Regions from separate parts of the Astyanax mexicanus genome. Here region 1 is linked to region 2. A link is a contact called in public Hi-C data. All regions are on one chromosome and are shown on one strand. Each heading gives the region's core, a stretch centred on a gene start, on an enhancer-like site or on the middle of the called end of the contact. The rest is flanking DNA. Distances are from core to core; before and after follow the strand shown.

The links. Hi-C and Micro-C count contacts between places; a contact is called where the count stands out from the background.
Region 1: a contact with region 2 is called in a Hi-C map of muscle, with 9 times the contacts expected there. The contact joins the promoter of mzt1 here to the promoter of ubac2 in region 2. A contact is called at or near these places in 2 of 3 Hi-C or Micro-C datasets (both in muscle).

Annotation. Positions count from the first base shown.
Region 1 is chr21:31,771,414-31,776,298 of AstMex3_surface, reverse strand. mzt1 (mitotic spindle organizing protein 1) reads left to right here and starts at 3,604. Exons shown (of 3, transcript XM_022674626.2): 1 at 3,604-3,928. The coding sequence starts at 3,877. All of the region lies in intron 5 of tmem41ab (transmembrane protein 41ab), which reads right to left. bora (bora aurora kinase A activator) reads right to left here and starts at 2,418. Exons shown (of 11, transcript XM_049469707.1): 1 at 2,231-2,418; 2 at 53-254. The coding sequence starts at 205.
Region 2 is chr21:31,590,967-31,596,366 of AstMex3_surface, reverse strand. It overlaps ubac2 (UBA domain containing 2), which reads left to right and starts at 3,752. Exons shown (of 9, transcript XM_049469710.1): 1 at 3,752-3,985. The coding sequence starts at 3,955. All of the region lies in intron 5 of tmem41ab (transmembrane protein 41ab), which reads right to left.

The DNA of each region.
Region 1 (4,885 bases), core at 2,355-4,854, 180 kb before region 2:
ACAATGGGGTTGAAGACAATGGCCTGGTAGGAAACCCGTTGTGGTTACTCACAGCTGACGAGGGCTTGGCGCACTTGAACACAGAAGGGCTGGGGACGAGGGGCTCGTGCAGGTGGTGGTAGTCAGTGGGACTCTCGAACGGATTACGGATGGACGGCCTTCCTGGAGTTTCAGGAGTGATCTGGACCTCAACAACATCTCCCATCCTCTGTGCTGAACGATCTTCACCTAATGCTGCAGAGGAAATCCTCAGGCTTTTAAAACATGAGGCAGGACAGCAAGAAACGAGGAGACAGTTAGATCAGGGAATGCTAATGGCTCACTTCACACGTTCATATTAGCTTATTAAATCAATGCAGAACCATTCATCAGTGATGATAAATAGTCCCATACTCTTAGAAAAAACATAAATACTCTAATTAAAATGTACTTAAAGATGCAATATGTAGTATTTTCCTATAGCTATGTTATATTATCTTTAACTAATGTGTTGCAGAGTGACAATATGTTTTATTAAGAAACAAAGATTTATTAAAAAAAAAAAAAAAAAACACAAACAATGTCATTATAAAAGATTGTCATTTATTGGTATATTGTTGAGTAATATTTATTTTTGCTGACAATCATTATTCTATAGGTATTTTGAGTTTAAAGGATATATGAAGAATGAATAAGTACAATTTACATGCAATATCTGCACAATTATACAAATAAAAATGTAATATATATATATATATATATATATATATATATATATATATATATATATATATATATATATATATATATATATATATATATATATTACTTTTTTTGTTATCAAAAAGTAAAATAACAGAATTTTAAAAAGTGTTTGTAAGCCCTTCATATTGGCTTTTGGTACTAAATTTTGGAGAAAAAAAACTGGTATGAACTTTATTATTTTTTATTTATTTTGTGTTGTAAAGAAGAAATTAGTTTTCATTCATTTATTCAATTTTTTTTTTAGTTTTTCCTTTTCTACTCCTCATAATCTAAATTTTAGGAAATTTAATTCAAGTATATATTTTTTCTGGATTTTTATATTCCCCCCATCTTGTAATAGAAGCAAGTTTGATTAGATCAGATTTTCTGTAACGAAATGCAAAAATGGAAAAAAAAAAAAAAAAAAAAAAAAAAAACATGAATAAAAATTGTTTCAACCTATTTTTCTTTAAATTCAGATTGCAGACATTAAAAAAAATAAGAAAACAAAAAAAGGATTTCAAAAAAAATATTTTCTATATTTAAAAAAACTTCGCACCAAATCAGAAAACTTAACTGTAACCCTTATACTGACAATAAGTAACATAAGAGAAAATAAGAAAAAAAAAAAAGAGATTTTATTTAATTTTAAATTTTGCGTAAAATTTTGTTTGGAAAAAAAAGTAGGCCGTAAATGGGACAAATTTAAAAACTAGGAAATAATACGAAAAGAAATAAAAAAGGACATAAGTACATTATTTATTCATTTATAATTTGTAACAATATAAATATAATTCTAGCAAAAATATACAGTAAAAAATAAATGTGTTGTTTAGCTTCCTTTTTCAAGCACAACAAATTCAGATTTTTACTTTAAAAAAAAAAAAGCTAATTTTAAACGTTACAGTCCCAAAATAAGTTAAGCAAAGTTTCTGGGTGTGCACGTCATTTTTAAAAATTAATAAGATATGGGTAAAAATAAATAATAAAAACAATCAATCAATCAATCAATCAATCAATCAATCAATAAATAAAAAAATATATATATATATATATATATATATATATATATATATATATATATATATATATATATATATATATATATATATATATATATATATTAGCATTCATAAGAAACTTATTTTCTTTAGTTTGGTCTAGTTTTTTCCCCTAGTCAGTTAGATTATTTAACTTACTTATTTAGGAAATTTCCTTTATAACACTGCAGCCCTTAGAGCTCAGCTCTGAGTAGTTAGTTAGTTAGTTAGTTAGTTATTTAGTTCGTTAGTTAGTTAATAAGTAAGTGAGTAAGTAAGTAGTACCAGTACAAGCGATTAAACTCCTGATTAAAAAACTCTAGCGCTTAATTCATCATTTATCTGCCTCATTCAGAACCGGATCAGTAAAGCGAGGTGTGAACTGCTGCTCTGTTAACCGGATTAAAGCGGATTTAACCCGAATAAACTCATAAAATCCTTAAAAACACAGAAAACACAGAACTCACCCTGACCTCCTCCTCGCTCCTGTTTCCTAGCCTGCTTTTGGTGTTCAAACGTTTGATTTAATTTTTGCTCAACGCACGCCAGCCAATCACAAGCGCGGGATTCTCACAGCGACCAATCAGAATCATTGCTCGGTGTGTGACGTCGTTTCCGCTTGCTCGCTTGCTCAAGTCCGCAGCTATGAGAGAGTCTGTATAGAGGAGAATACCCACTGCAGAAATGAATGGAAATATATGGAGCAACTGAGCAAAATTACAGTGTATTCATTTAAAGGAGTAATCTGGTGTAAAATGGACTTGGGTAGTGAAACATGATAATGAGTACAAACTTTTCTTGAATAGTCCTCACCTATTAGCCAAAGCAAAAAAAAAAAAAACAACAGGTTTACAATGCTAGTGATAGGGGCATAGAGTTTCTTATGAGAAATCACTATTTTTCAAGTCAAGTCCAGTCTAGCTTTTTTTGTCAATACTGCATATGTACAGGACATACAGAGAATTGAAATTACGTTACTCTTCTTCCAAAAGTTACAGCAAGTACAGCAAAATAATATTATAAATATAAAAGGATTAGACACACTAAATGTACAATACAACAATGTCACAGATAAGGACAGTAGGACAATAGTGATGGGGGATTAAAGAGAGAATGACAGTACCAGATTAAACAGAACTCGTACAAACATTAGTGCAAATATAGAGGTATAGAAGCTTAAGGCTGGTAAAGTGAATGAGTCCATACACTTCTTTAAATGCCACAGTCATAGGGGGAAACAGTGGGTATGGTAGTGCAGGTATAAGCAGTAGTGCAGGTATGGGGTGTGTGAGGTCCTATTAGTTCTTACTAAGTTTTTACACCATTAACAATGTCAAATTAGCTCCACACTTTATTGGTAGAATTCGTAGTTCCTGACATACGAGACATACGACAAACGAGGCACTGAGATCTATCTATCTGTCTGTCTGTCTGTCTATCTATCTATCTATCTATCTATCTATCTATCTATCTATCTATCTATCTATCTATCTATCTATCTATCTATCTATCAGTCTGTCTGTCTGTCTGTCTATCCATCTATCAGCTCCCCAAAACTAACACTAGCAGTAATGCTAGCGTCTTTCCAGCATAAAATCTGTTCCTGAAGACAAATGTAACCATATAGAAATGTTTTCTTTAGTGTTGTACCACAACTCTCTTAATACTTTCCAAAATTACAGAAATATCACAATAAAATAGTTAACTGCTATTTTTATTTAAGTTCTTAGCCCTTTAGCTTCATTCACTTCCATTTTTTGAGGTCTCACTCGCGGGCTTCCCCTAGCGGTCAGAACTCATTTACTGAATTTACTATTATATCTAACGGGTGAGATGGGAAGTGGGCCGTCTCGCTGTAAACCGGCTGTGGTGTTGAAGCTAGCTAACGCTACAGTAAATGAGAATAAACAGCTAACGAGCAGGTTTCTGCAGTTTATAGACTATTTTTATGAGTTTATTTAGACTAAATAAGAATTTAAGTATATAGTTAAAGGGTTAAAATTGAAACACGTCGGACAAACCCGGAATATAACGACAAATAGCGTGTAAATAGCTAAAGTTAAATAGTTTGTTGTTGCTGGTGCTAACGTTAGCTCGTTAGCTTATCGTTGTGATGGCCAGCGCTGCCAGTACCAACATGAACGCTGTGCGGGAAACGATGGACGGTGAGGAAACAGAGTTATTTAATCTATTTAACTACTGATTTTTTTTAATATTTTCTGTTTAATAATGTCCTTATATTAGTGAAATCCTATACAGAAGGCTTGCTAAGCTAATAGCGAAGCGAAGCTAACATAACCTGCATAGCTTACCCACCGCTCTATGTATCTGTCTGGCTGTAATGAGAGTGTTAAATGTGATTTATTATTGTTTTTATTTAACTGAAGTTTTTCTGTAATGTTGTTTGTTTTTTTCTCAAGCATAATATTTTCTGTTATTAGTCTAACATCTAAGCTATAGTGTTCACTTCATTACTAATTCATTAAAGGTTAATAGAAGCTTGTAGAAGTAACTGTTACACTAGGGCTGCAACTAACGTCTATTTTCATAGTCGACTAATCTGTCGATTTTTTCCCCCATTTGTTCGATTAGTCACGATTATTATTAATTTGGATTTCTTCATATTGTTTATTTATCAGTCACAATTATTTTTCAGTTTGGTCGATTAGTCATGATTATTATTGTATTTGATATGGTGGCTATTGTTTTTTTTTTTATTAGTCACGATTATTTTCTGATTGGTCAGTTAGTCACGATTATTATTTTTCTGTTAGCCAATTGGTCGCTGTTATGTTTTTTTTTTTTGTATCAGTCACAGTTATTTTCTGGTTGGTCGATTGGTCACAGTTATTATTATTATTTTTGATTGGTCAGATTATTCTCCATTTAGCCAGTTAGTCATAATTATTATTTTTCTATAAGTCGATTGGGCGTTTCTTTATTTGTTTATTTCAGTTAGGCTTCAGTTAATCACGATTATTATTATTTTCGATTGGTTGCCATTGTTTATTCATGAGTCACGATTAGTTTCCGTTTTGTCAATTAATCATGATTATTATATTTTAATGTATTAGTCAGTCTAATATATTGGATTAGTCATTTGGTTGCTATTATTTATTTAT
Region 2 (5,400 bases), core at 2,503-5,002:
GCCCGTCGTCTCCATTAGTCACTGACTATTGTGTCCAATTACATGATTAGCTTATGAAAACCCTGAGAGCCGCTCAGCACGGCCGCCGCGCGACACCTATCACATCCCCAACAGATGGCCATAACACAAACAGGCCCATTCATCTCAGAGCCAGTGGTGGGGAACAAACAGAGGTATTTTTTACTCACTGTAGCAGCTTGCTGTTGACTCTTCGCTTTTCTCTGCCTGCCTTTTTTTTCCCCGTGGAGAGGCAGCTGCTCGCTGAGCCTTTCACAAAATCGACTCCGATGAAAGACATCTTGTTCTCATTAATTCTCCAGCAGAGAAAAGCTCTTGTTGAGGAAGATTAAAATTAGACGCCGGCATGAGAGCTCAGAAAAGGCACAGCGTGGGCTTCTTTATGCTTAAAACTTAAACACGGAGCATCCTGTACACACAGCTTTGTTTTGCAGTGAGGAAACGAAGCCTAAATGAAGAAACACACTGTGGCTTGTGGGAGTCAATAGGAGCTATAAAATAAGCTTGAAATAAAGGATATTAACTGGGGTGGGATTTTAGCAAATGCTACTAGCCAAATGCGAGTAAACACAAACAATGAAGTACTGGGTCAATTTAAACAAGCCACAGTGGCTGATTAGCAATTTCAGACATCCCACCTCTCCCTTGACAGACGGGATTCTCTGATGCAGGCAATCTGTCAGAATTTTTTTTTTGCACTAAAAAGATGCACCGTATTATAAGGTGCACTAACAATGATCAATGGTCTATTTTCATACATAAGGCACACCGGATTATAAGGCACATTTTAAGAGACACTATTAGGAACTTTCAGTTCAGCAGGTCTCGCCGCTGGGTGGTGGTGTGGGAGTAGCTAACTAAGGTAATTAAAACTAAAACTTAGTAAACAAAACTGTAATAAAATATTTCCTTTCTTTTAAAGTCAAACGAGGTGAGTAAAGCATTTTGTTTATTTACATTAAGCTTAGATTTCCAAATTTCAGTGCTATTTCAATAGCAGTGCTAGCTGGGGTTAGCAGCAGGCTACAGGCCGATAATACTCCACTCTGAACAGGGAAATAATGATTAGCGGCTAATGCTAATGCTACTCCAGCCTCTGTGCTAAACTGAAACCCCTGAATAACATTGAAATTTGGCGGAGTTGCTTTACTACCCCTTAATACCTGACTGGTAGAATTCATACATAAAGTGCATCGGATTAAAAGGCGCACTGATGATTTTTGGGGAAATTAAAGTTTTTAACGTGCTCCTTATAGTGTGAAAAATATAATAGTCTGAGGTGATCAAGCCACAGTGGGTGATTAGCAATTTCAGACATCCCACCTTTCCCTTGACAGGCAAAGATAAAATATAATGATACATATAAATACAACAAAATAAAAAATAAAATGAAAAGTATAAAAGTACAGTCTTTAGTGTGTGTGTGTGATGTAGAATGGAGGTAGTGCAGTTGAACACAATAGACAGTGAACACCAGTTGATGTGCATAAAGTGAGGATAACTGATGTCAGCCATACAGAAAGTGCAAATACAGTTATATAATAATTTAAATTTAGCAGTGCAAATGATACGTAAACAGTAGATGAATGATCTAGTGAATGAACTACTAGTGCAAAATAGGGTAGAACTATTAAAATAGTGTTATAGGCATCAGCAAGACTGAGAGTGTGTCCATAGCTGAGGGTGTGTCCATGGTGTGGCCAGAATTGCTGGAAAAAAAAGTGTCACAGAGTCTTTAGTTTGCTGTGCTGAGAGGAGGCCTGAGGGACAAAAGACTTTCGGAGTCTGTCTGTGGAGCAGGACTGGGACAGCAATTTGCAGCTCAGGAACAAGGCCTAAATAAAGAAGCACACTGTGGCTTATGAGAAAGTACATTTTTAAAGTGCGTTTTGGCAGCAAAATAGACAGCTTTGTGCTGGGTTGCTGTTTCTTACCATTTTTTTAAGGCTATTGTTGAGACCAACGATACCAAATTAGCGACTTTTCTGACCTTCTACTAACACTACAGCTAGTTTCACAGAGGAGATTCGCTAAACCTGACTGTAAGTGAGAGAAACAGTGACTGGTCTGATGTTTGCTCGTCGTTTACATTTAATTCCATCCATTTTTTTTATTGTGGCTACTGATACGATGCTAAAAAAGGTTAAGTAGTTCTGTTTCAAACTGAACAACTTTCTGCTGTTGATCACCTTAACAATAAGATGCCTATTTTTGTTTGTTTTTTTGTTTTATAGAAATCCAATTCCTTTCTGATTGGCAGCCTGTATTGTATAAGTAGGAAGAGCTGAATGGTGGAATATGCTGAGGTTAGTAAATGAGTTGATTCGTGATATCAGAACTGCTCATATCGAGAGCAAATTTTAAGGTTATTTTTGTCACGGAGGTTGATCAATGTAGTGTTAGGAGTCTTGCCCAAGGACTTTTGGATGTTTTGACATGCATCATATGAGGACCATATGAAGTAGGGGTGGGCGATATAGCTCTAAAATAATATCACGATATTTCAGGGTATTTTTGCGATAACGATATACTTGGCGATATAGGAAAACAGAAAAATTATTAATTAATTTCAGGAATATAGTATAAGAGTATAACAGCATAATCATAATGTGGCAAAATAAATAATATAGCATAAAATAATATAATGCAGCAAATAATATTGCCGAATATTTAGTGCATGCATATAAACTGCAAACTAAAACAATACAATACAATAATACAATAAATACACCTAAAGCTTCACAGTAAATAATAGACTACTTTTAAGACAGAACATCTCTATTATCACGATATGGATTTTTTACATCACAATATTTCTGTGTCACGATATATTGTATACGGTATAATACTGGCCACCCCTACAATGAAGTAAAGGTGTCTCTATCTATCCATTCATCCATCCATCCATCCATCCATCCGTCTGCCTATCTGTGTATGTAAAAACACGTGTTTCCATAATAGGTTTTCTTTAAGTTTGCTCGCGCTGCCACCTGCCGTCTGAACAGGTGAGATGCAACCTTAACTTCTCTTCACCAGTGGGGTGTGGCTAGATCTGCTCTAACTCCTCCCACGTCGTGTTTCATTGGTCTATCCTGTCGCGTTTTTTTCCGTGTAAAACACTGGAGCTGTAGTGATTCGTTGCTTAAAGTCTCTTGCTTGTAATTTATTTAAATATATTTTACATTTTCTTCCCCAGTATAAAAATAAGGTTTATACTTTAAAAACATAAAATCTGTAAAAGAAATCAAGTGAGTAAAAATTCCATAAAAGCAATGTGTTTTCTTGCAGAACACACATCTTTCTTGTTCTCTTGAAATATTTTTGAAACTGTTTTAAATCTTTTTTCCACTTTTGAATATTATTTTCCCAGCCTGTGTCTATGTACGTTTATCGTTTATTACGTTTATTAAAGAGAGAGAGAAAAAAGGGGGAGAAAAAAGAAAGAGAAAAAAAGAGAGAGAATTAAATTAAGAAAGAAAAAGAAAAAAAGAAAGAAAGACAGAGAGAAAAAGAAAAGGAGAGAAAGAAAGAAAGAGAGAAAAAAGACATAAAGAGAAAAAAGAAGAGAGAGAGAGAGAGAGAGAGAGAGAGAGAGAGAGAGAGAGAGAGAGAGAGAGAGAGAGAGAGAGAGAGAGAGAGAGAACTCGACTATATAAAAATAATCTTAGTTCCATATAAGAACCTGTTGGGAAATCCACCCTTAGATGGTTAGCGTTTCCTACTTCGAAAACGCGGAGTAAGACACAGACACACAAAGTTTGTCCCCTGCCAGCCGCCGTCCCCGACACCCTTTCCCCTCTCTTCTTCTTCCCACAGAGACTTTCCCTTTCCCCGGCTGAGAGTTTTATTAACTGCATGGCGGAGAGAAGCGGCGCCGCGGCCTAGTCTCTGCTGTTCTTCCACTCCGCGGTGTTTCCTGAGCGCGTGGCCGGCGGAATGTTCACCACTACCGGGTCCAGAGGGCTGTGTGAGTCCGCCTGCACCCTGTCATTCATTCCTGCTGAGTGTCTGTATCCAGACTGCTGTGTTTACTGCCGGGTTTACACTCTTAGCTGATATTAAATTGATTATTCCAGTTATTATAGTCCTTATACAGTCTATTTAACTTAAAATGTAACCTAACTTGCTTACTGCTGCTTCTTCAGACTCATAGACACCTTACACTTAACCTGAGTACAAATGTCTGTGGCCACCTTTTTTAAATACCCAAACTGACAAAAAGTCTAGACACTTACATTTCCTAAATCTAAATTGTTTCTAAGTGGTTGATTTGGTATGCCATGTGGTTGCTGTTGTGTTGCTAGGTGGTTGACAGGCTGTTTTGTGGCTGTAGTCTTTCCAAGTGGTTGTAATTGTATCTCAGGTGGTTGCTGTTGTTTTTTAGGTGGTTGGTTGGGTATGGTATTGCGGTATTATATGTAAGTGGTTGATATGGCATCCCAGGGTGACTATGGTGTTGCTAAGTGGCTGCAGTGGCATCTCAGGTGGTTGCTGTTGTGTTGTTAGGTGTTTAACTGGGTGCTGTAATATTTTCAAGTGGTTGATATGGTAAAGTTATTCCATGTGATCACTGTTGTGTTGTTAGGTGGTTGGCTGGGTATGATATTGCTGTAGTATTCCTAAGTGGTTTATATGGTATCCTGGGTGGCTATACTGTTGCTAAGTGGCTGCAGTGGAATCCCAGGTGGTTGCAGTTGTGTTGCTAGGTGGTTGGCTGTCTGTGGTGTTGCTGTAGTGTTGCTAAGTGGTTGGGTATGATATAGATGTGGGGATATAGCTGTAGTAAGTGGTTGATATGGTATCCCCGGTGGCTATGGTGTTGCTAAGCGGCTGCAGTGGTATCCCAGGTGGTTCAATTTGTGTCTATTTGGTTGGCACCCAGGTGATTGATGTAGTGTTTCCAAGTGGTTGGAAGTGTATCTCAGGTGGTTGCTGTTGGGTTGTTAGGTGGTTGACTGGGTATGGTGTTGTTAAAGTGTTGCTTTTACATAGATGGGTTATGTTGTGTTTTATTGTAAAGATTATACAAGCTGTGTTGATATTGCTGTAGTAAGTGGTTGATATGGTATCCTAGGTGGCGATGGTGTTGCTAAGTGACTGCAGTGGTATACCATGGGGTAGAAGTTGTGGGTGCTATTCTATTGCTAGGTGGTTGGCTGTCTGTGTTGTTGCTGTAGCAAATCTAAGTGGCTGATATGGTATCCCAGGTGGTTGGAGTTTTGTTTTGCTATTTGGTTGACTGTCTATAGTGTTGCTGTAGTGTTGCTAAGTGGTTGATATGGTATTCCAGGTAGTTGGCTGGCTGTGGTGTTGATGTACTGTAGTTTTGATAAGTGGCTGTTGTGGTACACCTGGTAGTTGCTGTTGTGTTGCTAAGTGGAT